4 separate regions of the Mus musculus genome follow, and all the other regions are linked to region 1. A link is a contact called in public Hi-C and promoter capture Hi-C data. All regions are on one chromosome and are shown on one strand. The core of a region is the stretch at or near the end of the contact, and the rest is flanking DNA. Distances in the headings are between cores, read along the strand shown.

The links. Promoter capture Hi-C pulls out the DNA fragments that hold promoters and counts their contacts. A called contact is a pair of places that touch in the nucleus more often than the background predicts.
Region 2: a contact with region 1 is called in a promoter capture Hi-C map of hematopoietic stem and progenitor cells, with 4 times the contacts expected there. A contact is called at or near these places in 9 of 39 promoter capture datasets (the 3T3-L1 cell line, 3T3-L1-derived adipocytes, the HPC-7 cell line and 6 more), 37 of 484 Hi-C or Micro-C datasets (the AML12 cell line, ECoMG-derived neutrophils, the G1E-ER4 cell line and 23 more), 9 of 130 datasets of targeted methods (the G1E-ER4 cell line, bone marrow-derived macrophages, cardiomyocytes and 5 more) and 4 of 9 other capture datasets (adipose tissue, liver, macrophages and 1 more).
Region 3: a Hi-C map of olfactory sensory neurons shows a contact between it and region 1, with 2.7 times the contacts expected there. A contact is called at or near these places in 1 of 39 promoter capture datasets (neural stem cells), 1 of 484 Hi-C or Micro-C datasets (olfactory sensory neurons), 1 of 130 datasets of targeted methods (bone marrow-derived macrophages) and 1 of 9 other capture datasets (pancreatic islet).
Region 4: a contact with region 1 is called in a promoter capture Hi-C map of neutrophils, with 3 times the contacts expected there. A contact is called at or near these places in 6 of 39 promoter capture datasets (3T3-L1-derived adipocytes, the HPC-7 cell line, liver and 3 more), 11 of 484 Hi-C or Micro-C datasets (ECoMG-derived neutrophils, bone marrow-derived macrophages, brown adipocytes and 7 more), 4 of 130 datasets of targeted methods (bone marrow-derived macrophages, cardiomyocytes, embryonic fibroblasts and 1 more) and 3 of 9 other capture datasets (adipose tissue, liver and pancreatic islet).

The regions. Positions count from the first base shown.
Region 1 is chr19:21,467,736-21,474,071 of GRCm38.p6, reverse strand. Gda (guanine deaminase) reads left to right here and starts at 1,411. Exons shown (of 14, transcript NM_010266.2): 1 at 1,411-1,704. The coding sequence starts at 1,582.
Region 2 is chr19:21,374,123-21,380,272 of GRCm38.p6, reverse strand. No RefSeq gene overlaps it. Among named protein-coding and RNA genes, the nearest start is that of Gda, 95 kb to the left of the region's middle.
Region 3 is chr19:21,538,765-21,545,046 of GRCm38.p6, reverse strand. No RefSeq gene overlaps it. Among named protein-coding and RNA genes, the nearest start is that of Gm38486, 54 kb to the left of the region's middle.
Region 4 is chr19:21,392,426-21,398,342 of GRCm38.p6, reverse strand. It overlaps Gda (guanine deaminase), which reads left to right. Exons shown (of 14, transcript NM_010266.2): 12 at 706-836; 13 at 2,283-2,310; 14 at 3,085-5,917. The coding sequence ends at 3,155. Among named protein-coding and RNA genes, the nearest start is that of Gda, 77 kb to the left of the region's middle.

The sequences.
Region 1 (6,336 bases), core at 162-2,661:
GACAATCTACGTCTTTAAATTCTCACAATGTACTACCTGTAAACATACATAAAAATGTAAATGCAACTTAAGTCCATTTGGTATTGTTCATAAGGATATGTTTATAGATGTGACCATTCGGTACTAGATATCTAATTACAGGGCTCATCCCTGACAAAGACTGACTCGCCTTCTCAGCCCTCATTAATTGCCTGTAGCACTTCATCTGGAGAGGTCTTGTGGGATTTCCCGATACCAAGCTTGATTGTCAGCTAATGTTAGTGCTCAGGTGTAGCCTCGTGTAGGCTACTATGTTATTGAGATCACATGGTGCAGTTTTCCTGCATATAGAAGACACAATCTGGAGGGAATTTAGTAGGAAGAGTGGGGGTAGTGAGTAAATATGATCAAAATACATTGTAAAAAATGATCAAAGGAATAAAATATTAACATTAAAAAGAAATGGTAATAAACATATGGGAGAAAATGACACTCTTAAGGATGGATATGACCAGTGAAGGAAAAGGATGGATTCCTGGGACGGGAACTTCTGGATAGGGGGAAGTTAGCTCTTGGGCAGGGGCAGTTACTGCATGGAGTTACAACTTAAGGCAAAGCAATGAAGAGAGGCTGCCCCATTTAGATTCAGAGCAAGCCCATTGCTGTGGGGAGCAGCAGAGGAAACCTGGGATCCACACTTTGAAGGTAACCAGAAAGTCCTGCCTGCAGGACCTAACTCGAGGAGCTGGAGGCTGTTGTGGGGGGAGGGAACCTGGACAGGTTTTGTAGTGACTTGGCCCAGGTTCTGATTTCATGAAAGGAATGGAAGACCTCAGACTGTTTGGTAGCTTGCAGGTGGTCTTTAGATTTCTACCCTTGTACTTCAGCTGCTGGGAACTTCATTTTCTCCTCTTTTACAACTGAATAAATAAAATTAGTTTCCTCAGACACAAGACAAGTTAGTCGTGGTATTGTATGTGGATGGGCAAAAGGACTAAAATATTGACCTCGGTGGAAGAGAGGGACTTTGAGATCTAGATTAACCCTTGGTGCTGGAGATCCCTGTAAAGTTCCACATAAGTCAAGCTTCCAGAACCCCAGCAAACAATGAACACATAGTATGCATCCTTCAATCTCAGGAAAGGAAACTGGCCACAAGGTGTACAGCTCAAAGTGACCTTTCACCTGTCACCACGTTTATGCAAGTTCAGAATTCTGGTGCTCAAGTTGAGGGGATGAACGGTCCTAGGAGTATAGAAGGCTCAGAGAAGACAGTGTAGGTGCACAACGAAAGCAAGTCAGAGTGGCTTGATTTCGATAACTCAAGGAGTTAACACATCCAAAACCAACGCAGGGGTGGGGAGGAAAGCCACACCCCAAGGGAGCTGGAGCCAACTCAGAGGAGAAAAATCCTATTGGCATCCAGGAGGCAGGGAGCCAGCCCCTGGGCGCGGCCTGCAGGGGGCAGGCGATCGCCTGGGGAAGCGGGGGCAGAACGAGCCCCAAGAGCCAGCAGCTCCCGCTCCGCAGCCGCAGGAACCGCTCTGCGCCCGCCCGGTGCGCCCTCCTTGGCCAGTGAACTCGCGCTGCCCTGCTGCAGCCATGTGTGCGGCTCGGACGCCGCCGCTGGCGCTCGTCTTCCGAGGGACTTTCGTCCACTCCACCTGGACCTGCCCCATGGAGGTGCTTCGCGATCACCTCCTCGGCGTGAGCGACAGCGGCAAAGTGAGTGGGCACCGGGTCCCGCGCACCGCGGACAGGTGGAGGGACCCTGGCGAGGCACTGCGCGTTCAGGGTTCGCTCCTGTAGAGCGAGCACGGTGGCTCCAGAGTTGAACTTTAGCGTTTGGCTTCTAGAGAAGGCAGACTGACTGATCACTAGGTTTGTAACCTGGCTAGGGCGGAATGACATCCCAGAAGCCTGGAACAGTACTCGCACCGCACTGTAGGCATCCCTAGAAAAGGTGGTTGAATTTCTTGAGACAGAGCTGACCAGGGTGGCGTGGGGATCAGTTGATTAGTGTTGTCTGCTGAATTTATCAGGTAGAATAAGCAAAAACATCTGGTCTCATTCGCAGGCTCTTTCATCAAACAATGCATTAACACTACATGTTACACAAGTTTAATCTTGGAAGGGACAGAACTGGAAAATCTGTCTCTGTCTCTGTCTTCTCTGTCTCTCTGTCTCTCTCTCTCTCTCTCTCTCTCTCTCTCTCTCTCTCACACACACACACACACACACACACACAACACAGCCATTTGAATCAAAACAAACGGTTTCATTTTAAGGTTCAAAATGCCTTCTATGATTATAGCTTTTATACCCTCCCCCTACAATTAGATTTCCACAAGTGTCCTTTGATACCTGGCACTTCTTTGTCCACCCAGATGGTGACAGTGTACATTAGTAACATCCTGGCCAGTTTGATAAGTGAAGTCATTTCATTTTGGGGGCAGAATGGGATTTTTAATTGTTTCTCAAAGTATACCAGTCTGTGGTCTGCCAAGTTGAAGATGCTGTCATTGACCATGCTGAATTATGACTTAGATTTGGGAGTAACCAAACCTGATATTCTTAAAGATTTTTAAAAATGTGTGTGTGTGTGTACATACTCAAAGTAGCATGTGTGGTCAGAGAGCAACGTGTTCTCTTTGTTGGTTCTCTCCTTAATCCCCATGGATTCCAGGAACTGAATCCAGGTCCTCAGGCTTGGTGACAAGCACCTTGGTGACAAGTACTTTTTACATGCTGAGCCACCACACAGGCTCCCAATCTTGTTTTCTTGTGGGACTTGATTTTTTTTTTTTTTTGCTGTTGTTGTTGTTGGTACATTGGGAAGCAGGATGTTGCGTTTCCAAGGTGATAACATTCTCAGAGCTCACCTAACGGAGAGACTTCAGTAAACCTGGAGACCTGCATACATATCCACTCCACGCTTTGGGCTGTGATCCTCAGCTTCAGTGAACTAACTCCTCCCTGTGTAAGTCCCAGGAAACCGAATACAGAGCCTGAGAGGCTGGTGAGAGAGAGGAGATGCTAGTTTGGCCATAGAAGCTTTTCAGCTCATAGCTTTCTTTTTGGAATTAATCTCCTATTCCCTCAATTCTAATAAGTAATGGATGCAACAGTATATTTGGGGGGCATGATGGAAATAAGTAAGAAAAGGAAGTAAGTTATCATAAAATTAATCTTTCCTTGAGTTTATACTGAAGAATAAGTGTGTCCTGAACATGCAATTAGTGGTTGAGTCAGAGAGCCTACTCCTCTGGGAGCGTGCTGAGACTCTCGGTTTGCAGAGTGTGCCCTTCCCACATGAGACAAAATTAACCAGAAATTAGCCACAGAGGTTGGCTAGTCAAGATATACAGCTGAAACTCTCCTTTGTCATTGGATTGTTAGCTGTTGCTCTCCTTCTGAGTGTAAGACAGTAAGTTACCCCTTCCCTGGGCTTAGGGAGAGCATGATGGATGTATTTCAGTATTTGATTTCCCACATGTTAAATAGGGCATGCTTGACATTTAGGGTTGCTAAGATAAACTGGTTATTTTCGTATTTATCTAAACACTTTAAGGTCCTTGAAAACTAGTATATTCTGGAAGTGAGTCAGTGCATACTTGGGATCATTAGTTGCCTCTGAATTATATGGAGCTTCTTAAAGCTAGTGCCGGGACATACACTGGAATGGTTTGGGAGCATCTAGAAGCACTTGTGAAAATCCTGGCTCCTGGACAGCATCCCCAGAGAACTCAAATGCATAGGCCTTGGGAAGGGGTCTTAAAGACAGCTCTGGAGATGCAGGCCAGGCAGTGTGTGAATCACATGCTGAGAGGTCCTGGTGAATCCCTTGTATGAAATGTCTAAATCTCACCTCACTTCAGACCTTGGTCTGGGGCAAAATCCCAGGGAATGGACAGTTTTTCTTGTCTTTTTTTCTAAATCTAACCCCTCATTTCAGGATTTAGGATTAAAGAATGGTAATAACTATGATTAATTCATTCAAATGCAGCACATTAAAAAATGAGTTAATACATTAAAAAAGCAAAACAATATAAAAAAAACCCTCTGTAGCCAACATTTTGGTATTATTTAGAATTCAGAGTTAAGTTTTACACTCAAGCAGCATGTAGCTTTTTTTAAAAAATAAGGACTCCAAAATGAATAATTCATTTTCAAATGTTTCATTAATCTTGAAACACAGTGTACTCAAATATTACTGTTACCTAGTTCTTTCCACATATATCAGGGTCAAGTTGACTCTAAAGATTCGTCAAGATTGGAACTTTCAGTGTACACTTACAGAGAACCCAGAGTGAGTAGAGAGGCCTGCTTGGAACGGAGTGTCCTGGCTGGTAGAAGCAAATTCTGTGTAGAAATGAAGCCCTGGGTAACAGTGTTCACTTGTTAAATGCTTTGAGACTATGAATGAGACATGAACCTCTCCCAAGCTGTAGAGGAATTTTAATCAAGCAACATGGTTTGGCAATGGATCACATCCAAAGACCTAGGTCTATGTGATTAAGCTGGAATGCAGACACGCCACACACCTTTAATCCCTCTGGCTAGAATAAAAACATGCCCTTAGTACACACCTTTAAGGTAAAATTAGTTTGTAGAAGGAAACAGCCATGGTTGAAAGTGACATCTAATTGAAGGGCAGACTAAGCGATGAATCAGAGTAAGATTTAACAAGAAGAGTCACAGATAGTATATGCCCGTTTCACAGGAGAACAGTACAGGAAAGAGAAGCTATTTAAGAGCAGTGCAGAGAGGGGTCAGTCAGTGGGGAGTCAGTGCAATGAGTTCCTTCATGATTTCATGCAGTTCAGTGCAGGTCACCAGAGGCACTTGAAGCCTGAGAATAAAAAAAAAAAGCCAGAGGATTAGAACAAATTACCAGAGTTGTTTTGAGGCCAAGCAGAGCAATTCAGTGAGAAGCTGAGAGAAGTCAGATTGAATCAGTCAGCCAGAGTTCAGAAAGAACTAGAAAGGATGTGCATATTCAGCTTTAAACCCCCAAGATGATAATTACATCTGGAAATAAATGTTACTTTTGCACCAAGCCTCAGCTTCTTCCTTTATAGAATCAGATTTAAATCCAGGGCAGAGTGAGCTGAGGTGTGAACATGCCTGCACTTAGTTGATACTTAGACCACACCATGATCATTCTGCCTGACTCTTTTCCTATGTCCCTAGCAAACCCGGAGCCTCTTGTCTGTCATGGCATTTTTGCATCTTTCTACATGTGTGGCTCAGTGATTGATAGAGAATGAAGCTGAGGCCTGGGGCAAACCCGGGCAAGAGGCCCTGTTGCTGGACCTCAGCTGTGCATTTTTCGTGGTCATGTCAACCATTTGTGTATCGTGACACAACGCTGGACCTGGGAAAGATCTTCGGGTCCTTAGTTGCTAGGTCACTAGACGATTTTTGACAGGACTTCGGGATCTTCATAGTGTGCCTTCCACCACAGTGAAGAAGTGGCTAGGGAAATCATGCATCCACATAGCTGGTGGTATAGCTAGCTTTTGAAATGTGGACCAAGGACCATGTTCTATTTCCCATAACAGTCTGCTTCCCTAGGGAACAGACACCGGATTTAAACAAACAATTTAGGGGTTAAGAGCCTGGCTGCTCTTCTCAAATCTGAGACCTCTAAACACCCACACACCTGGTCACAACCATTCAGGTCTCAAATCTGAGACCTCTAAACACCCACACAGCTGGTCACAACCATTCATATCTCTAATTCTAGAGGACCCAATCCCCTCTTCTAGTTTTCAAGGGCACCTACACCCATTTTGTGTGTGTGCATGACAGCCCCCCCTACACCATAAAATTTTTAAAAATTACATTTTAGCCAAAAAACCAAAATTGTGGTAATAAAAGAATGAAATCTTGAACCCAAAACTGGATTCAGAATGAAGTATGGAAATGGCCTTTGAGGGGTCTATAATCTAGTGAAACATTAACCAGACCCTCTGTGACCCATTAGAATTGAGCTGGTCTGAGTATAGAGGGAAGGTTTTCTCCAGTTGAACACATTGTGATATTTAAATAATGATCTGCAGGGTGAATAGAGATCTGTCAGCAGGTTAGATTCAGAACAGGTAAGAATCTTTTAAATGAAGGAAATAGCCTGTGAAACTATCCTGGGATACTAGAAAGGACAAAAGGCAAAGGCAATTAGAACCCAGATGTCAAAGAGAAGGATACCACTGTTTAATAGAATACACTGCAGGTTGGTGGGAGCTATGTGGAATTGGACAACAATTCTTGCAGATAAACAATGCGTGGGAATGTGGATAGGCTAAGAAGGGGAGGTTGGAGATCACTACAGTGGGTTAGCTGAAGCAGAATGCT
Region 2 (6,150 bases), core at 1,948-4,447, 96 kb after region 1:
TATATGAATTCAGTACACTGTTTGATAGCTTTGTGCTTCCATAATAGTTAGATCTGGTTAAAGTGGGAATAAGGACAGGCAGTTGAAAGCACCTTATGATGACAGCTTTGCTGGGAAATACAGCCATTGTCACTCAGAAAAAGAAATGATTTACCCTCAGAACAAAAGCAGATTTTCAAAGATGGAAATGTGCAGAATACACAGAACATCTTTTCCCTAGAGGCTGTCAGGCTGTCCTGAGACAGAGACAGCACGGCTTGTCTATAGGAAGAGAACTAAAGTGGTGCGCTCTGAAGCCAGACACAGGAGGAAGCCGGGCCCTGGAATGGCTGCTGGTCACAGCTGAAGTCTCTGTTCACCTTCATGAACAGGAGCACCTGCTGCTCGCTGCAAAATGATCCCTGGCCTGATCATCTTGGACAGACTCCAAATTAAACTCTGTCAAATCCAGTCATAGCCTTTAATGAGCAACCTAAGGAAAAGTTTGAGTCTTTATCAATTTCTGTGGTGTTTCCTCTCTTAGAGTTCCTAAGAGATTTGATAGAGCCTTGGTGTTTTCTGTTTCTGCATTTGGCTATTTTGTTGTTTTGTTATGTTTTGTTTTGCATTCAGCGGAAGTTGCTTCTGGCCACACTCGAGCCAGGGAAGAAGTGCAGGCTTTGTGCTTGGGAAGCTCTGACTGAAACCTTGACTGAAGCACGCAGTCTGTTTAAAGGGATGAGGGCCCTTTGCCATTCTAGAGTATAAATGACGAGGTTCAGAAAAGTCAGTGCAAGCACTTCTCCGGGCTCATGCACTGTGCGAGGTGAGTCGCACCTGGCAACTTGAGTATTTTGAACTGATTTATATAACCACATAACCCCCACCAGCATGGTGAGCAGAATGCAGTGCCAAGATAGGCACCCAACAAAATCCCATGGCAGTGAGTCAGAGTGTTGAATAAAATCATCTCTGGGTTTAGGTGGGTGCTTTATAGTGATAGACATTCTATGTCCTCCAGAATAATTCTACAGTCATTGGTAGATGGATTTTCTTTTCCTATAGCAGTGGTTCTCAACCTGTGAGTCTTGACCTCTTCAAAGGGGTTGAATAACCCTTTCACACCTAAGACCATTGAAATGCACAAATATTATTATATTGCATTATGGTTCAAGACATGGCATAATTACAGTAGCGAAATTACAGTTACGGCGTAGCAATGAAGTTTACGGTTGGGGGCTCACCACAGCGTGAGGAATTGTATTAAAGAGTTACAGCATTAGGAAGGTTGAAAGCCACTGGCCTACAGGGTAAAAATCCATAGAAAAGCAAATAAATATTCACACCCCCTACAAAACTGTTGTTCTCATTGAGTAAAAAGTATAAACAACCATAGGTTTTTCCATGTTGTGTCATTTATGAAACTACAGGCCATTTTACATGACATGATTGAAGTCTAAAGAAACCATAGCTCACTCGAAGCATGTGTGAACTCTTCTGCTCTTCGTGTCTTGATAAAATGTCATACTTAAAAATATTTTTAGGATACAAATTTATGGGGCTGGAGAGAAGGCTCAGTGGCTAGGAGTCCTGGCTGCTTTTCCAGAGGGCCGAGGTTCAATTCCTAGCACAGCTCACAACCATCTGTAACTCCGGTTCTAGGGGATCCAACACCCTCTTCTGGCCTCTGAACTCAGGCGATGCACGCATATACATGCAGACAAAACACCACTACACATATTAAAATAAAAAAAAGAACCAATTTATACATTTGCTTAGGTGGCAATTACCTAGTTCTTCAGGATCTCATTGTAGCTTTGACTGATGGGGTCTCCTGCTCCCTTCCATGTGGTAAATGTGCTAGGAACTAGTCACTCATGATAGAAGCCTGGGGGAGTGAAGAGATACAAAGGTCACTAGATGCCACTTACAGAGTAAGTAACTAGTAAGGACAAATTCAGCTGAGGAATGACCAGGTCCATTTGTAAAAGCAGTCACTGTTTTGAAGATGACTCCATGAACCAAAGACTACTTGTAAGACTGGAGAAATTTTCCCAGTCAGCAAGACATGAATGATAAGAGGACATTTGACCCTGTACTGACTGGTTTTGTGTGTCACCTTGACATAAGCTGGAGTTATCACAGAGAAAGGAGCCTCCCTTGAAGAAATGCTTCCATGAGATTCAGCTGTAAAGGCATTTTTTTTTTCAATTAGTGATCAAGGGTGGGAGGGCCCATTGTGGGTGGTGCCATCCCTGGGCTGGTAGTCCTGGGTTCTATAAGAAAGCAAGCTGAGCAAGCCAGGAGAAGCAAGCCAGTAAGAAACATCCCTCCATGGCCTCTGCATCAGTTCCTGCTTCCTGACCTGCTTGAGTTCCAGTCCTGACTTCCTTAAGCGATGAACAGCAGTATGGAAGTGTAAGCTGAATAAACGCTTTCCTCCCTAACTTGGTCATGATGTTTGTGCAGGAGTAGAAACCCTGACGAAGACAGGCCCCATTTGACACTGTAGGGAAAGACAAAGCTGGGCCATGGAATGGATCTTCTGTGAGCATGCCAAGGCCTGACTGTGAGGCACATTGCTGTGGAGAGGCTAGTGAAGGACCCAGTCAGTTACAATCCATGAAGTATTGTCTAAGACACTTAGACACTGTTAGTATAGCATTAGAACCCAAGGTTCTGTGTACCTCTGGAGGCCCTTCAATGCTATGTACTACCCAGACTAACTAAATGCCAACAAGCAGAGGAGCGTCAAATGCAGGGACATTCCAGGACCTCTATAAGATGAAGCATCTCTGTTTCTGAAGACACTTGGACAGCTCAGAAGGTGAGGCTCACCCAAGGGTGTGACTACTAAGTGTTATGCCCAGACTTTAGAGCCCCCCCAGACTGCCAAAGATCTCCAGGAGTCTAACTTGTGTGCAAAAGCAAAGAGTCTTTATTCAAGGTTGAGCTGAGGCCTCTCCAACCTTTCCAGTGCATGGGTATGGAAGATGCTAAGCTGGTATCAGTCTTGCTTTTTATACAGTTTAAGCTGGGTAAGGGGCTTTTCAACTTGGTAGTTACATGATTGGTTGACATTTCCGAAAGCATAGCTTGCATAAAATTTTAGCTAGCACCATAAACTTTAATATAACATGAGTCATTTGTCCTGGGCATGACACTAGGCATTTCCCCTTATCAAGGGTGGAGTGGCTGTAACTTGGGGGTGTCTTGGTTCCTGGAACAAGCTGTGGTTTTTCCAGTTACTGAGTTCAAACTGAGGACAAGCTGGACATGAGATGGAGTTTGAACATAAGACATAATTAATTGGCTGGGTCCTTCTCTAGCTTCCTCCACAGCAATGTGCCTCATGACCAGGCCTTGGCATGCTCACAGAAGATCCATCCCACTCCATAACATGGCTTTGTCCTCCCCTACTGTGCCAATCTGGGACAAAAGTGGGACAGCACTCATATCTGGCTGGTCTTCTGCTGTAGCTAGCAGAGTTTCCAGGTGCCAAATGCACTACAGCTATCAGAGGACATTCTACTTGTATAACGATTAAAGAAAAGGTAGATGACTCTGTTACAGAACCCAGTTCCCAACCTGCTGCTGGCATGGTTTGGAGGCCAGGCTCCTTTAGGGTTGGAAGTAGAATACTGCAGAGTCACAGGCTTCGTTATAGTTGACTGTAGTCCATGGGATGTTGACAACTGGGAGTTGAGAGCAGTGCCCTGGGAGGGCAGGGAGACCTAATTACCACAAAAAAAATGTCTTCCCAGTCAGCTGGTCCATATGCTTGCTTCAAACATGCCCACTCCCCTAAAGTCTCTCAGAGACTTCGGCATAGGACATTCTAATTGTTATCATAGCAACATGCCAGCATATTTAAGGAGAAAAATATTAGCCAAAATGTTTTCTGATGCTGGGCATGAGAGCGTACTCATGTAGTCCCAGCTCTTTTGGAAGCAGGAACAGGAAGGCCATAAGATCCCAACCAGTCTTATTAAGACCCTGTTTTATTCTTGACAAATAAAACAAAAATATGTTATAACAGGCTGTAACAAAATAGTAAAATAGTTGCCTACTGTGTACAAGGTTCTAGGTTCAATTCTAGAAACAACAACAACACATACACACACCCCCGCCCCCCCCCCACACAGATTTTACCATTTGGTCTAAGTGTAGTGTAATTGGTTAAGCAAAATATACACCAAGTTGTGAACCCTCCTTTTCCAAATGAGGAAAACCACGTCAAAAGAATAATCATGTAAGAGTTTTATGCCAATTTGGAAATGTCCATAAAATATTATATTAACATTAAGTTAAAATTCAAGTAATTTTTAAAAAAATTGTAAGTGGCTGGGCATAATGGCTCGTAAATACATTCTATCACTCAGAACACTGAGGCAGAGGAGAGTCACCAAAAGTTTGAGGCCATCCTGGTCTACATAAAGTTCCAGGTTAGCCTAAACTACAGAATGTGATCCTGTCTCAACAAACAGAAACACAAAAAATATGAACAACTTCTGGTTATTTGGGGGAAAAATTGTACAGCTTCTATCATGGAGTAATTTTCCTCAATTCATCAAATCCATAAATATCAGAAAATGTTAAATTATCCTTTAAAAATCAGTCAAAGGATAGGAGCCGTGCATTCGCAGAAGAAACGCGGTGAACTCTTTGTAAGAAATGCTGTTCATCTTTGCTAATAACAGGCGCCACTGTGGTTATAGTTCTTCAAACCCATAAAATATCAATCTTATATGTGGCCTTTCAATATAATGAATTATTTCTCTGTTGGTGACATGACCCAATTCAAGCCAGATTAGAGTATACAGAAAGGCAGGTTTATTGGGAAACCCACTCTCTGCTCACTGGTCCCAAGGACAAGACCAAGGAAGTCTCCATGAGGATAGAGACAGAGGGGACGAGGAGGAGAAAGAGAGAGGAGAGAGAAAGAGGAGAGGGGAGATAGAGGGGAGAGAGAAGGAGGAGAGGAAGGGCGGGGGAGGGAGGAAGGGGTAAGGGCAGAAGGGAGAGGGAGACAAGGGAGAGGGGTGAGAGGGGAAAAGGGTGAGAGGGCAGAGGGGAGAGAGGGAGAGGGGTGAGAGGACAAAGGGGAGGGGGGAAAGGGGACAGAAGGGAGAGGGGAGAGAAGGGAGAGAAGAGAAAGGGGGAGAGGGAAGAGGGGAGAAGGGACATAAGGGAGAGGGGAGAGGGGACAAAGCAAGAGGGGAGAGATGGAAGAGATGAAAGGGGAGAGGGGACAGAAAAGAGAGAGGACAGAAGGGAGAGGAGAGAAAGGAGAGGGGGGAGAGGGAAGAGAAGGGAGAAGAAAGAGGGGAGAGAAGGGAGAGGGAGAGGGGGAAAGGGGAGGGGAGAAAGAGAGAAAGAGAGAGAGAGATCGCTAAAATGTCTGGATTATTTATGAAAGAGACTCTTGGGGGAGGGGAAGCCTAACCCTTGGGCCTAGAAAGTTCAGGGTAGAGGGTGAAGGTTGCAAGGTAGGGACTGAGGGATGCTGGGAGAACCTGGAGGACAGGTCCCCTTTGGCATGTTAAATATGCACCTCTGCTCTTTGTCTCCGGTCTCAATCCCAATACAATATACCACAGTAATCAAACACTGTGTAGTATGTATGAAGCTAAGGGCTCAGTCCCCAGCACCCCCACCACACACACCCCACATCACATTTGCATGAAATAACTGCCCTTGTTTGTCACTACTAAGACATGGAGGGGAATAAACTGAGAAGGAGAATGTAACAGTTTTCAAAAAATGAAAGGTACTCATGTCCTCTGACTCTACAGTTTAGCTCTGGAGACTTTATTCTATATGCAAACACAAAAATATTCTTGTAATTGCTTTTACACTGTATTGAAATGGCCTGCAAGCACAGGCACAGGCACAGACAACCGGCCCTGTGGAGCTGCTTGTAATCTACTGAAGCAGGTTACTCTGCAGGAACTGAGAATTCAATGGATGTTTCACAGCCTTCTCTTTTACATTTGTAAGTATCTAAACTTTGTATTGTCTTATGTATTGCTTCTTGAAATATATGTATATATTTAAATTAAAAAATAAAACCGGCACTGGGGCAACAGCAGTGGCCAGCACGTGGACGCTGCGTCTATAAATCCGAAGCGTGTTGAATCGTCCCAAAAGTTAACGCGGGAAAGGAAGATC
Region 3 (6,282 bases), core at 1,492-3,991, 70 kb before region 1:
TGGATGCTCACAGTCATCTATAAGATGGATCACAGGGCCCCCAATGGAGAAGCTAGAGAAAGTACCCAAGGAGCTAAAGGGGTTTGCAACCCTATAGGTGGAACAACAATATGAACTAACCAGTACCCCCAGAGCTCGTGTCTCTAGCTGCATATGTAGCAGAAGATGGCCTAGTCGGCCATCACTGGGAAGAGAGGCTCATTGGTCTTGCAAACTTTATTTGCCCCAGTACAGGGGAACGCCAGGGCCAAGAAGTGGGAGTGGGTGGGTAGGGGAGCAGGGTGGAGGGAGGGTATAGGGAATTTTGGGGATAGCATTTGAAATGTATATAAAGAAAATATCTAATAAAAAAAGAAAGACTGGCTTATACCCAGTTCTTCTAATAACTGCTATTACAAACTGCTTAGAATGATTAAGTAATGCGCGCTAAGGGCCAGGTAATAAGCTCATGGTTATATTAGATCCTGATCTAATTATATTAAAGCTTTCTACAATATTCAAATAGAAATAGCTAAGAGTAGTCAAGGTTCAGCAATTCAGATATACTTTATATAGGTAGATAGTCTTCAAAAACATCAGGAATCCACAGAATATGACATTTAATATTAATTCGTTATTAAAGATGATTTGACTAGAGATATGTCTGCTCCTGAAAGTACCCTTTTTTTTGGTTCAAAAAAAGAAATTGAGCATCAAAACCTCCATATGGAGTTGCTCCAGTTATGACCAGATTGCCATTGGACAAAAATTACCCTATTCATCTACAGACAAAAACAAAAAACAAAAACAAAAAACTACTGTCCAAGAAAGGCACACAATGCAGGATAGTCAACAGTTTAGTTCTGCCAAGACAGAGCAAGTAAGTTCTTCATAGTTCCTGCTTAATTTTAAGGTATCAGATGGTTCTGGGCCAGAAGGCTGAAGACATGCTCAGACATTTTGAGGAATGGGGGACTGTCAAGATAGTCAGCTGTTTCTGCAAATTTGGTTAAGTTTTGGAAGCTATGTTTTTGTGTTTTCTATATACTCAGGTAATATTTAATTTGTTCTCAGGTTTCTGATGGGGTTGAAGACTAATTATAGTCTCATAATCAAACTTAAGTTGCTTAGCATTGAGGAAGATAATATAGAGAAGATAATTTTTAGATAGTTATACAAGTTAAAAGTCAGAACATAATTCAAATATAGAATATAAACTCTTTTAAAAATTATTTATTTATCTTATGTATATGAGTACAATGTAGCTGTCTTCAGACACACCAGAAGAGGGCATTAGAGCCAATTACAGATGGTTATGAGCCACTGTGTGGTTGCTGGGAATTGAACTCAGGACCTTTGGAAAAGCAATCAGTGCTCTTAACTGCTGAGCCATCTCTCCAGCCCAGATTATAAACTCTTTAAATTGGGATAAATAGTAGAGTACTTTATCTAATTGACAAATATGATGGACTAGATGTTAATAATATAACATACGTTGTAACTTTCATAATTGTTATGGTTGTGCTCAATTTGTATCTGAGAGAAAAACCTTTTTAAAAAATTTGAACAGAAAAGGTGAAATTTTGGGAATTATTTCTAATGCTTTGTTTTATTTTGGCTCCCAGAAAGCCATGCTTCCAGACCTGAGGGTCCCTGCCCCCAGCTGGCTTTGATTGATAACAAAGAATTGCCATGTATCCATTGCTAGGCAGGGAGATGGGACTTAACTTTTAGATTATGCAGGCAAGAGACTGAGAGAGGAGAATCACCATGACAGAGAAGCAGAAAGGTGAAACTTAAAGGCCCAGTGGCGTGTAAGGATCCAGGAAAGTGGCTCAAGGGGTCACTTATCTGATTGGGTCTGGGGTAGCACAGATGAGATATTGATTTAGCAAACTGACTCAGGAACGTTGGAGAGGAGAATGTATGCTTAGCTGTGGGGAGGATTAGAAATGCACAGCCAATGCACAGTCAAGACATAGCAAGATTTTTAAAAAATGTAATTGAAAGGCTGATGGGGAGCATCAAATAAGAATTCAGCTCTTAAAATGCTAATAAAAGGGATGGAGGAATGGAGAGATTAAGAATGAATAATGCTCTGATGCCATCTTCTGGCCCCCACAAGTACTATACGTATACCATATACACAAAACATGCAGACACACATATACACAGAAATAGAAATATATCTTACTGTAAATGCTAACAATCTTGAAAGATCCCTGATAAAAAGGAAGTCAGATTAGAATACAAAAAAAAAAAAAAAAAAAGCAACAGCCTCAAAACAATTACTTAAATAACAACAAACTAAAAATGGTAAAAAAAATACTCATTGGAACAAAATAAAGCCAAGAAAAAAAAAACACTGTTTTCTATATCCAGAGTCAAGAGATATCCTTGCTGAATGTAACTAGAAGCAGGAATTCTCCAGTGAAGGACAGTTAGCTAATCTGCTCTAAAAGACATGCCAGTCAAAATGTGGGAGAGTCTCTAAATTTTAAGGTAAAGAAGCAACAAAATTTATAAATATTTGGATGAGCACAACAGGTTTCTTTCGTTCCACAAGCTCTTTGAAGTTCATATGATAGTTGAGGCAAAATATATAACACTGTATGGTTGGAATGTCTGCAGCACAAATCTGAAAGGTATCTGCCTGTTATTTTTAGTGGCAAAATATTAGTTCCAAGTAGATCAAGGAAGGTATCCAAGATGCAGTTGCTATAGCAACTACACTAACAATAACATCAGAAGATGCAGCCTCTTGACAATTAATAGAGCATGTAGCAACAGCATCAGCAAAGATGGAAGCTCTATAATTCTTTCATAGTATATGCTGAATGTTCACCATGACAGACCATATATTACTTTGCATTTGTGTCTTTTATAGCCAGGCATACAGCACATGCCTTTAATCTCAGTACTTGGGAAGCAGATGCAGGTGAATTTCTGTGAATTTGAGGCCAGTGTGGTCTACATAAGGAATTCCAGGCTAACCAGGGCAACATAAGGAGACATTGCCTAGAAAAAACAAACCAAACCAAAACCAAAACCTAAACAAAGCCTGTGTATTATGTGTATCAAAAGTCAAGAAAAGGTATTTTGTACAATGAAAAGGGCCAAAACAATTCCTGAGCTATAGAAAAGAAAAACAACAACAAAAAATACCAGCACAAACCATCTGATCCTATACCTCACACTTTACAAAATTAAAGTATTTTATAGAAACACATGTAAAACATAGAATTCTATCTTTCAAAAGAAAACAGAGAAATATCATGACGGAGACAAGAAATAGTAAAAGAAAATCCCGATGAATTGTATCTTATAAATGCTTAAAAAAACCAAAACAAACCCTTTCTACAAAAGACAGTTTACAAAATTGAAGTGAGGAGCTACTAACAAGGAGAAAATATTTGTAAAATCATGGTTGATGAAAATCTTGTATTAAAACAAAAACTTTCAAAACACTTGTATTGGCTGGTTTTGTGTCAACTTGACACAGCTGGAGTTATCACAGAGAAAGGAGCTTCAGTTGAGGAAGTGCCTCCATGAAATCTAGCTGTGGGGCATTTTCTCAATTAGTGATCAAGGGGGCAGGGCCCCTTGTGGGTGGTGCCATCCCTGGGCTGATAATTCCTGGGTTCTATAAGAGAGAAGACAGCAAGCCAGGAGAAGCAAGCCAGTAAGTAACATCCCTCCATGGCCTCTGCATCAGCTTCTGCTTCCTGACCTGCTTGAGTTCCAGTCCTGACTTTCTTTGTGATGAACAGCAATGTGGAAGAGTAAGCTGAATAAACCCTTTCCTCCCCAACTTGCTTCTTGGTCATGATGTTTGTGCAGGAATAGAAATCCTGATTAAGACAACAGTGGTATGAAATTAAATAGTTCAGTTGTTATTATTATTATTTTGATAAAATGAGCAAAAAACAGGGATAGACATTTTCCTTTCTTTTCTGTCTTTTTGGGGGTGGTGGTGGTGCTGATGGAGACAGGTTCTCACTATGTAGCCCCAGCTGGTCTTGAGCTTACTATGTAGACCACACTGGTCTCAGACTCAGAGATGTGCTTGTCTCTTCCTCCCAACTGCTGGGACTAAAGGAATCTACCACCAAGCCCTGGCACAGACATTGATACACAGGCCACATCCAATCTCTGGGTCCAGACTAGATCACAAACCCTGTGGGATGATCGGTCAGGGAAGCAGAGCTCTCACTTATTCCCTAAGCCCCATCAAAGAAGCTTCTATTTTCATCAGACAGAGACTATTGCAGAAGTCTACAGCTGGTCAATATACCGGGAACAGCTGGCTATGGGGTGATCACCCCCAGTTAGTACATCTCCAACTCAACCCCTACACCTAAGGCCCAGGGGACATCATAGAAGAGAGAGAGCAGAAGACTGTAAAAGCCAGAAGACCAGTCTTTAGTGAGAGAGTGTTGTCTATATATGACAAAGAAGTGGCAACAATATGGTCACCTAAGCAAGACCTGCACAATGACACCAGTTGACATGTCAATGAGGATGGGGAAAGCTCAAAAGGCCCCACCCCTTATTGAAGAGCTAAAGGCAATTAATGACTGCTGCATATGGAAGCATCTGTCTTCCCCAGGGATAAGGCCCCTGGCTGGTTATCCAATTACCAAGTAGTCAGCCCTAAACATATAGAAATGTTAGCAACAGTAAGTGAGCTGAATACAGTGTAAACTTGTTTTTACACATGCATATGTATATTGTATGCATGTATATATGTGTATGCATGTAATAATTGTAATTAAGGAAGCATATGATATGAATTTGAGAGGGAGTAGGGGGTCGTAGGAGGAAATAGAGGGAGGAGAAAGAGGGAGAAAAATGATGTAAATACAATATTCATGTGTAAAATTTTAAAAAATAAAACAAAGTTAAAAAATAAAGAAAAAATATACATGGTAAATCAATATATAAAAAGAAAGTTGACAAGGGCTATTGTGGGAAAATATTACTTGAAGTCCGAGTTCCACACCAGTAGACCTATCAGAATGCTGAGACAAAGATGGAGTGTAAACCTGACTGTAACCAACAGCGGCAAAACGAGTGCTCCTAAGAGTCCCATCCATTGCTGGTGAGACAGTAAAGTGATTTAGCCTCTTTGGAAAATATTTTTGAGGAATAGCTCAATAAACAAAAACCTGTGCTTATCATGTAACCCAGCCATCTAATTCTTAGGCATTTATTCAAGAGAAATAAAACTTTGTACCTGGATATTTATAATAGCAGAGCATGAATTAGTAAGCCATGGGTCTCTTCACATGATAGAATCCTACCCAACAATAAAAAGTAAAGAGTAGAGGAATGAATGCCAGTGACATTACGATGCATGACAGAAGCCTATGTCACAAGTGCTGCCTACTTTTTGATTGACATTCTGAAAAAGGCAAAATGATAAAGGTTGCCAGGGATTGAAGTGAGATGGGGGACTGAATACAGGAAGGGGGCATGAAGAAACTTCTCTGGGAATGAGGGCTGATCCAGCTATCTTTCCTCCTGCAGTAGTCATTAACGGGCTACACATTTGTGAAAACTCATAGAACTGTACACCAAAGGAGTGAATTTCAATATCAATGAACATTATAGGGAAACATGCCATGAGTATTGTTAGGGAGACATATTGGGTATTAAAAGAAGCAATAAAATCTCTAACATACTGAAGAGTCAGGAAAGAATGAAGAAGTGCTCTTAAGTTGAGCTATGAAAAAAAGATTTAGAGAGCTGGGGAAAGAAGGATTTAGATGGAAGAATGGCTAGTCTTTTGTATCACTGAGTTATATATTTGTGGACTCAACCAACCATGCAGAGAAAAAGAGTTTTATCGACATTCAGACTCCCAGAGGTGCTATGCAGGCTGGTGGGCAAACATAATCAATGGTTTTACCCATCTGTGAACCCTGTGTGTTAGAACACTGAGCTCAAGAGCAAGACATGCCTACTGGTGCAATCTTGGCATGGCTGTTTTGGGTGTAATCAACTGCTTTATTGTTTGTTTGTTTGTTTGTTTGTTTAATTGGATTTCAGACCTAATTATTAGGAGTCAGCACACTTGGTATTGTAATCCCGATTAGAGGTCTATGTATGGGGAAATCGCAGGTTCTGAATGGGGAGTTTCCTCCTGTTGTTTTCCTAAGTGACGTATAGACAAACTGCTTTCTAAATATTCATGACTATATCCATAGACTGGTATAGCTTTCATCCTTGGGAAAAATGAACTTCTTTTTTACTAAAATTATAGTGACTGTTCACGCAGTAACCCATAAACAGTCAAAGTGC
Region 4 (5,917 bases), core at 608-3,107, 76 kb after region 1:
TAAGGAGCTGCCAATCAAACAGCATCATTGGCAAGAAAACTAGACACCTGCAGTTCTTTAATAAATTTTAAAAATGAGGCATGTTCTTTCTTGGCATCCAGAAACCATGGACATGAATTATAGCTGGAAGCTGGGAGAAGCCAGAAGACATTTATTGGCCTTTGTCCTAGCTTAGGAAACCATTCTTCTTGGGCAATCAGAGTGCCTTTCAAGTTAACTGAGACTCTTGAGTTACAGGTTCTTGATGGGTGTACTTGTATTGAAAATTTTGCAGTTTTTTTTTTTAAATGTGAGGTTCAGTTTAGTGTAGTGAAAATAAATATGACCAACTATTTCATGGAACAAAAAGGTAAGTCTAGAAATGTTGGGGAGAAGAGGGGAATGAAGTAGGTAGGTGGTGTGTCAAGCTTGCTGCTTTGAAGGTTCAGTGGAGCGCACTGACAGGGCTGAAGAGGAGACCTCATCAGAACTATGACACTGCCATGAACAGAGCTATTTGCTTTCCTCTTCTTCATTGTCTGTGCAAAGATCTTCTGTCCTGTTGGGATGGGAGCACTTTTCTGCTTCACGAGTAAGGTGCTTCATGAGTAAGGTGCTAATTTTGGAGGGTCTAGTTATATGTTGACAGAGTCTGTCCATGTAAACAAGGACACAGGAAGGAGTCTGTGGTAGTTTTGACTGATGGTCACTTCTGTCTGTTTGTAGCCCTGGGGCTTGATAGCGAGATTGGAAACTTTGAAGTTGGCAAGGAATTTGATGCCCTCTTGATCAACCCCAGAGCATCAGACTCTCCCATTGATCTGTTTTATGGGGATTTTGTTGGTGATATTTCTGAGGTAAGTAAAAGTTAAACAAAATGCCCTTTGGGGGGGGGGAGTGGGAGGGGATTATTTTAAACCAATCATTCTTAGTAAGATGTATTCATTTATTTTTTGTGAGAAATTAATCCTTGGATTTTGTTGTTGTTTGTCTTGTTGTTTTTAAATTTTTTTTAAAAAAGATTTATTTATTTTATGTATTTGAGTATATTGTAGCTGTCTTCAGACGTGACAGAAGAGGGTATCAGATCCCGTTACAGATGGTTGTGAACCACCATATGGTTGCTCAGGTCCTCTGGAAGAGCAGTCAGTGCTCTTTAACTGCTGAGCCATCTCTCCAGCCCTGTTTTTAAATCTTTTTTTGGCTTAGGATTTTTTGATTGTTTATGTTTTTAGACAAGGTCTCACTATGTGACCAGGTTATTTGAAGTTTGTCTCCCTTGTTGTTTCAGGGAAGACAAACTGTCTGTCCCTCTGTTGGTTCAGGTTGAAACTGGCAATCCCTATTAGCCAGAGAAAAGCATGCAGATATAAGTTTTCTATAGTACAAGAAATCATAAATGAAGTAAGATCCCGATAAACCTGAGTGTTCCTCTGCTGGGTGTGACGGAGAATGGAGAGCTGTGGAGAAATGGTCTGATATAAAGATTTTAAATTGGGAGCCTTAGCAAGACCTCAAGTGTAAGACAAAGACAGGGATGATCCTGGGGTAGGGAGAACACATCTCATCCGCTTGCTTTTACAAGCGCCCACAGGAGCATCCTAGGATTTGACTGAGGGAAAGGCCAGAAACTCCCCGTAGGTGTTAGGACCTGCTTCCAGAGAGAAGGAAAATGCCAAATGTCCTTCCTGCTTTTGTTTGTAGGAGAGTGTCTTCAAGCGTGGTTATTTTGCTGGTTCTCATTCTTATATTAGAGTAAACTTCCGAGAAGTACGCTTTGTATTTCATCGTTTTTCTTCCGTAATACACCTTTTGACACACTTGCATCACTTTTTGCAATGATTTCTTTGCTTTGTGCAATACTTTGCCTCTGACAATTTTAAGGTTGACTGTCAAGAATATTCCGGGAATAAGCAGGGTATGGTAGCACACTCCTTTAATCCCAGCACTATGGAGGCAAAGACAGACAGATCTAAGGTTGAGGCCAGCCTACTCTACTTAGCAGGTTTTAGAACTATGTCGAGAGCCTCTGTTTCAAAAACCAATAAACAAACAAACAAACAAACTCCAGTAATGGGCAGGCACTTCTTAATATCTGGTAGGCTGATTGTTGTTTGCTTGCCCTGGGCTTAGGTTTTCATTTATTCATTTGTTTTTGATAACACCATTCTTTATTAAAATGTAAATTTTGTCATGGAGAAATAAATTTCAATTTCTGGACTTTGCCAACAGCATTTATCCATAAATTTTACTTCTAAATGTTCAAAGACATATTTCTTACCACCTCTATTTTCTATTTTTAGGCTGTTATCCAGAAGTTTCTTTATCTAGGTAGGTATATTTATGTTTCTGGGCTAAATACAATATTTTCTTTGTTCAAGACTCTTGGTGGCACACATTAAACTCTATGCATGTTAATTTGTGTTAACTCATTAAAAAAAATCAGTTCTCAGCACTGAGCTTGCGTGCTATGGCACAATGCCTAATAATTCCAAGAATGTATAAGTCTTGAGCTGGGATGTAGAGGCAGAGAGAGAGCTTGATGTCAAGTCTTCTTGTGCTCCTCTTGTGTTCCACAACGTCCTTATCCTGGGACAGAACTGGAGTCACAATCAGAGCGTCATTCCCTGAGACATAATTGAATCAGGAGAGCCTACGCTGCCTACTATTGAGTGAGCTCAGCACTGGGCGATGGTAAGCTTTGCCAGGCCACATCTCCAGGTTGCTCATTTCAACGTGCTGAGGGTGATGCTGGGGGTATAGATAGTATATAGTATGTCCTCTCACCCAGGCCTGGAAATGCCAGCCAGCCCCTTCAGCAGAAAGGTCAGCGATGGGAGATTATTGAGCTACCTATGATTTTCGCCTCCGATACAGAATGGAGACCCCAATTCTCAACTGGCTAGGATGTCTTGACCAAGTCATCTCCAGGAGACTGTAAATGATCTGGGAGGAATAAAGTTTCTACCTTTGGGGGCTTGTGTTTCTTCTTTTAAAGGTTTTTATTTTTCTTTCTTAAAATCTAAAGGAAACTAAGGCAATCATTGACCCCCCCCCCCAAAAAAAAAAAGCACAGTACAAATGATTCTTTGGTTTTAATTTCAGGAGACGACCGAAATATTGAGGAGGTTTATGTGGGTGGAAAGCAGGTCGTTCCATTCTCCAGCTCAGTGTAAGGACCTTGGACATCTGCGACATTCTCCTGGGAAGACATGATTCCGCCATCTTCCTTGTGCCCAGGGACCAATCAGAAAGTATATTTACAAAAAAGTACCGTGTTCTTTGGATGACTTCTGTTCCTGTGTCTCCTTCCAGTGCCCACTTGGTAAATTGTTTGAAGGGAGTGCGCTGCTTCTCCACTCCAGTCTGGGAGCATTGTAATTTCATGACAGTGCCTCCCATTGGGCTGTTTAGATTTGCATTGTGCTCGCACAGAAGACATTGTTAACAGCTGGCAATGCGCTTCCAATAGTGAAGTAAAACGTTTCCATATAGGGAAATACAGGACGAGGAGATCTCCCTATGTGGCTAGACACTCTGTGCTAATGACTAAGAAAATTAGGAAACTCCAGTATGGACCAATGAGCAGATTTTTATGAGAGGGCACAAGCTAGACATTGAAAAGACATTGGAAAAGTCATTGGTTGTGCTTGGAAATTTAATATAGAGAACAGTCTCGTAAAAGGAGAACCTACTGGATTTAAAACATGCTTCTAGATCGACATTGTCTATGGACATTTGCACTTTGTGAAATTTGCATTTCAGGATGTGTTATTGTTATGCTTTCCCTTCTTGGGATGAATGTCAGAACCTGAATGCCACACGCTTTTCAAATATAGTTCTATGCTTCAAAGTGTTCGGCAGAAGTTGAGTATTAAAGATTTAAAGTCTCTTAGGGATAGTATTCACATAGCCGCAAGGCATAAATAGTTGTGTTTTTTTGTGTGTGTGTGTACTTCAAAGTCATCTTGATTCCTGGCTGTGAGGTGTTCCAGTTGCTTCTGTTTTATTAGATGAGAAACAAGCCCTGTGTGTTGCTGCTCTGTAGACTGGAGTTTTCATAAATCGGGGAAGTACTATATTCCCCGGAGTTGGTGACACTGAGGGGACAGGGTTCTTTGCAATGCTGAATCTACCCAACGCATAATCATTGCTGTACAGTTCACCCTCCTATCAATGTGCTAGAACTTAAAAGCCAAGTGCAAGTCCCTAAAGCATTATGGATAAGGCTCTGCAAGGCCAGTATACTGAAAGAGCTCTGTGTGTGTTTGTTTGTTTGTTCGTTTGTTTTAATTTACCAAATTGTCATTGTAATTCTTGAAGATTTTTCTGGCATTAAAATCTTAGAATAGTGAAAAGGATATAAAAATTCCATCTAATGTTTATATTTCTAGGACTTACCTGTACTAGACATCAAGGAATATTAAACAAAAGAGGGCCTTTTAGCTTTTCTAACGTATATGGTGTCCCTTCTCATATTAGAACTAAAACCAGGTCATAACCACGTGGCAGAGCTTTAGGAAACAGTGATGTGTATTCTACTTAAATACTACATTTTTCTTAATTAATTCCACCTCCTATAAACAAGCAAGGGCCAGGAACAGGTTTTATTAACATATATTTCACTCCTAGGGTTTAGGTGAGTTTCCATTGTATCTTATAACAGAGAAACCCATTAGGCAGTAGTTAGTTCTCACATCTAAGAACACACAGTTCTTCTGTTCTCTATGCTAACTCAGCAGTAACTTGTCCAGATCTATTTTCCTGGTAGAAGCACTTTTAGATCTGGTGTGTATACATTATATCTCAAGATGGTACACATTTAGGTCGTACTTTGTTTTATTTTGAGAGAGAAAGAGAGAGAGAGAGAGAGAGAGAGAGAGAGAGAGAGAGAGAGAGAGAGAGAGAGAGAGAGAGAATTTGTTTTGTGGGATATCGGTGAGTAAATCCAACCCCTGGCTTTAGTCTGCATGTCCAGCATTGCTAGCACATCAGAAATATCAAAATGAGCTGCCAGATTCCCCTCTCCCATTTCTCTCTGAGGCTGGCAACTGTTTAGGCTGTCTGTTTTGACTCTTGCCAAAGGGTTTACAGACCCCACACTTGTCCTCTTGAAGGGTGTGCATTTTGATGTTGAACATCAGCTTTTATTTAAACTTAAGACTCACATGCAGTAATATAGGCAAATGTAATTCTGGAAGCAGGAATAGCAGTGGTAATGTAACACCATCCTGTTGAGATTCAGATTAGTCCTGATAATGTGCTGCCAGTTGAATTACTTCTAATAAAAATAAGGTGTTGAAGTGTTTACATGTACTTTGAGTACTTTGATCTCCCTGCACTTATATGTGTTTTAGTTCCCCAAGTGAAGTGTTCATGAATGTTACCTATGCTTGTTTGAGTGTCCCACACATAGGGCCAGATATCCTGCACTTGGAAATGCTGCGCTCACCTAATAACGTAGGTTGACTTTCCTAATTATGGATAGGCACTGTTCCAAGCCTATCCCAGTTGTCACTTTATGTTTGAATGGTTTGCTCTCTGTAGAAGAAAGGAAAAGAGAAACAGAGAGAGAGGGGATGGGAGGGAGGGAGAGAGGAAGGGGGAGAAGGAAGGAAGGAAGGAAGGAAGGAAGGAAGGAAGGAAGGAAGGAAGGAAGGTTGTCCTGCCTATTCCATACCATTTGAATAATTTCTTTAGAGTTTTTGATGGACTTCATTGTAAAAGGTTAGAAGGCATTAAAAGTTATCATGTGTGTTATATTTATAACATATTCTTGCAGCCAAAACACAAAAGTAGACTAACCAAGTTGAATTTGATTTAAAAAAACAAAAAGGCAGGGAGGGATCAGGGGCATTAAAAATAAGAGGTTAGAACCTAAGAAGTCATCCTTATCTACAGGGCCAAAGGGGCTGGATTCCTCTGTTGTGTTATCTTA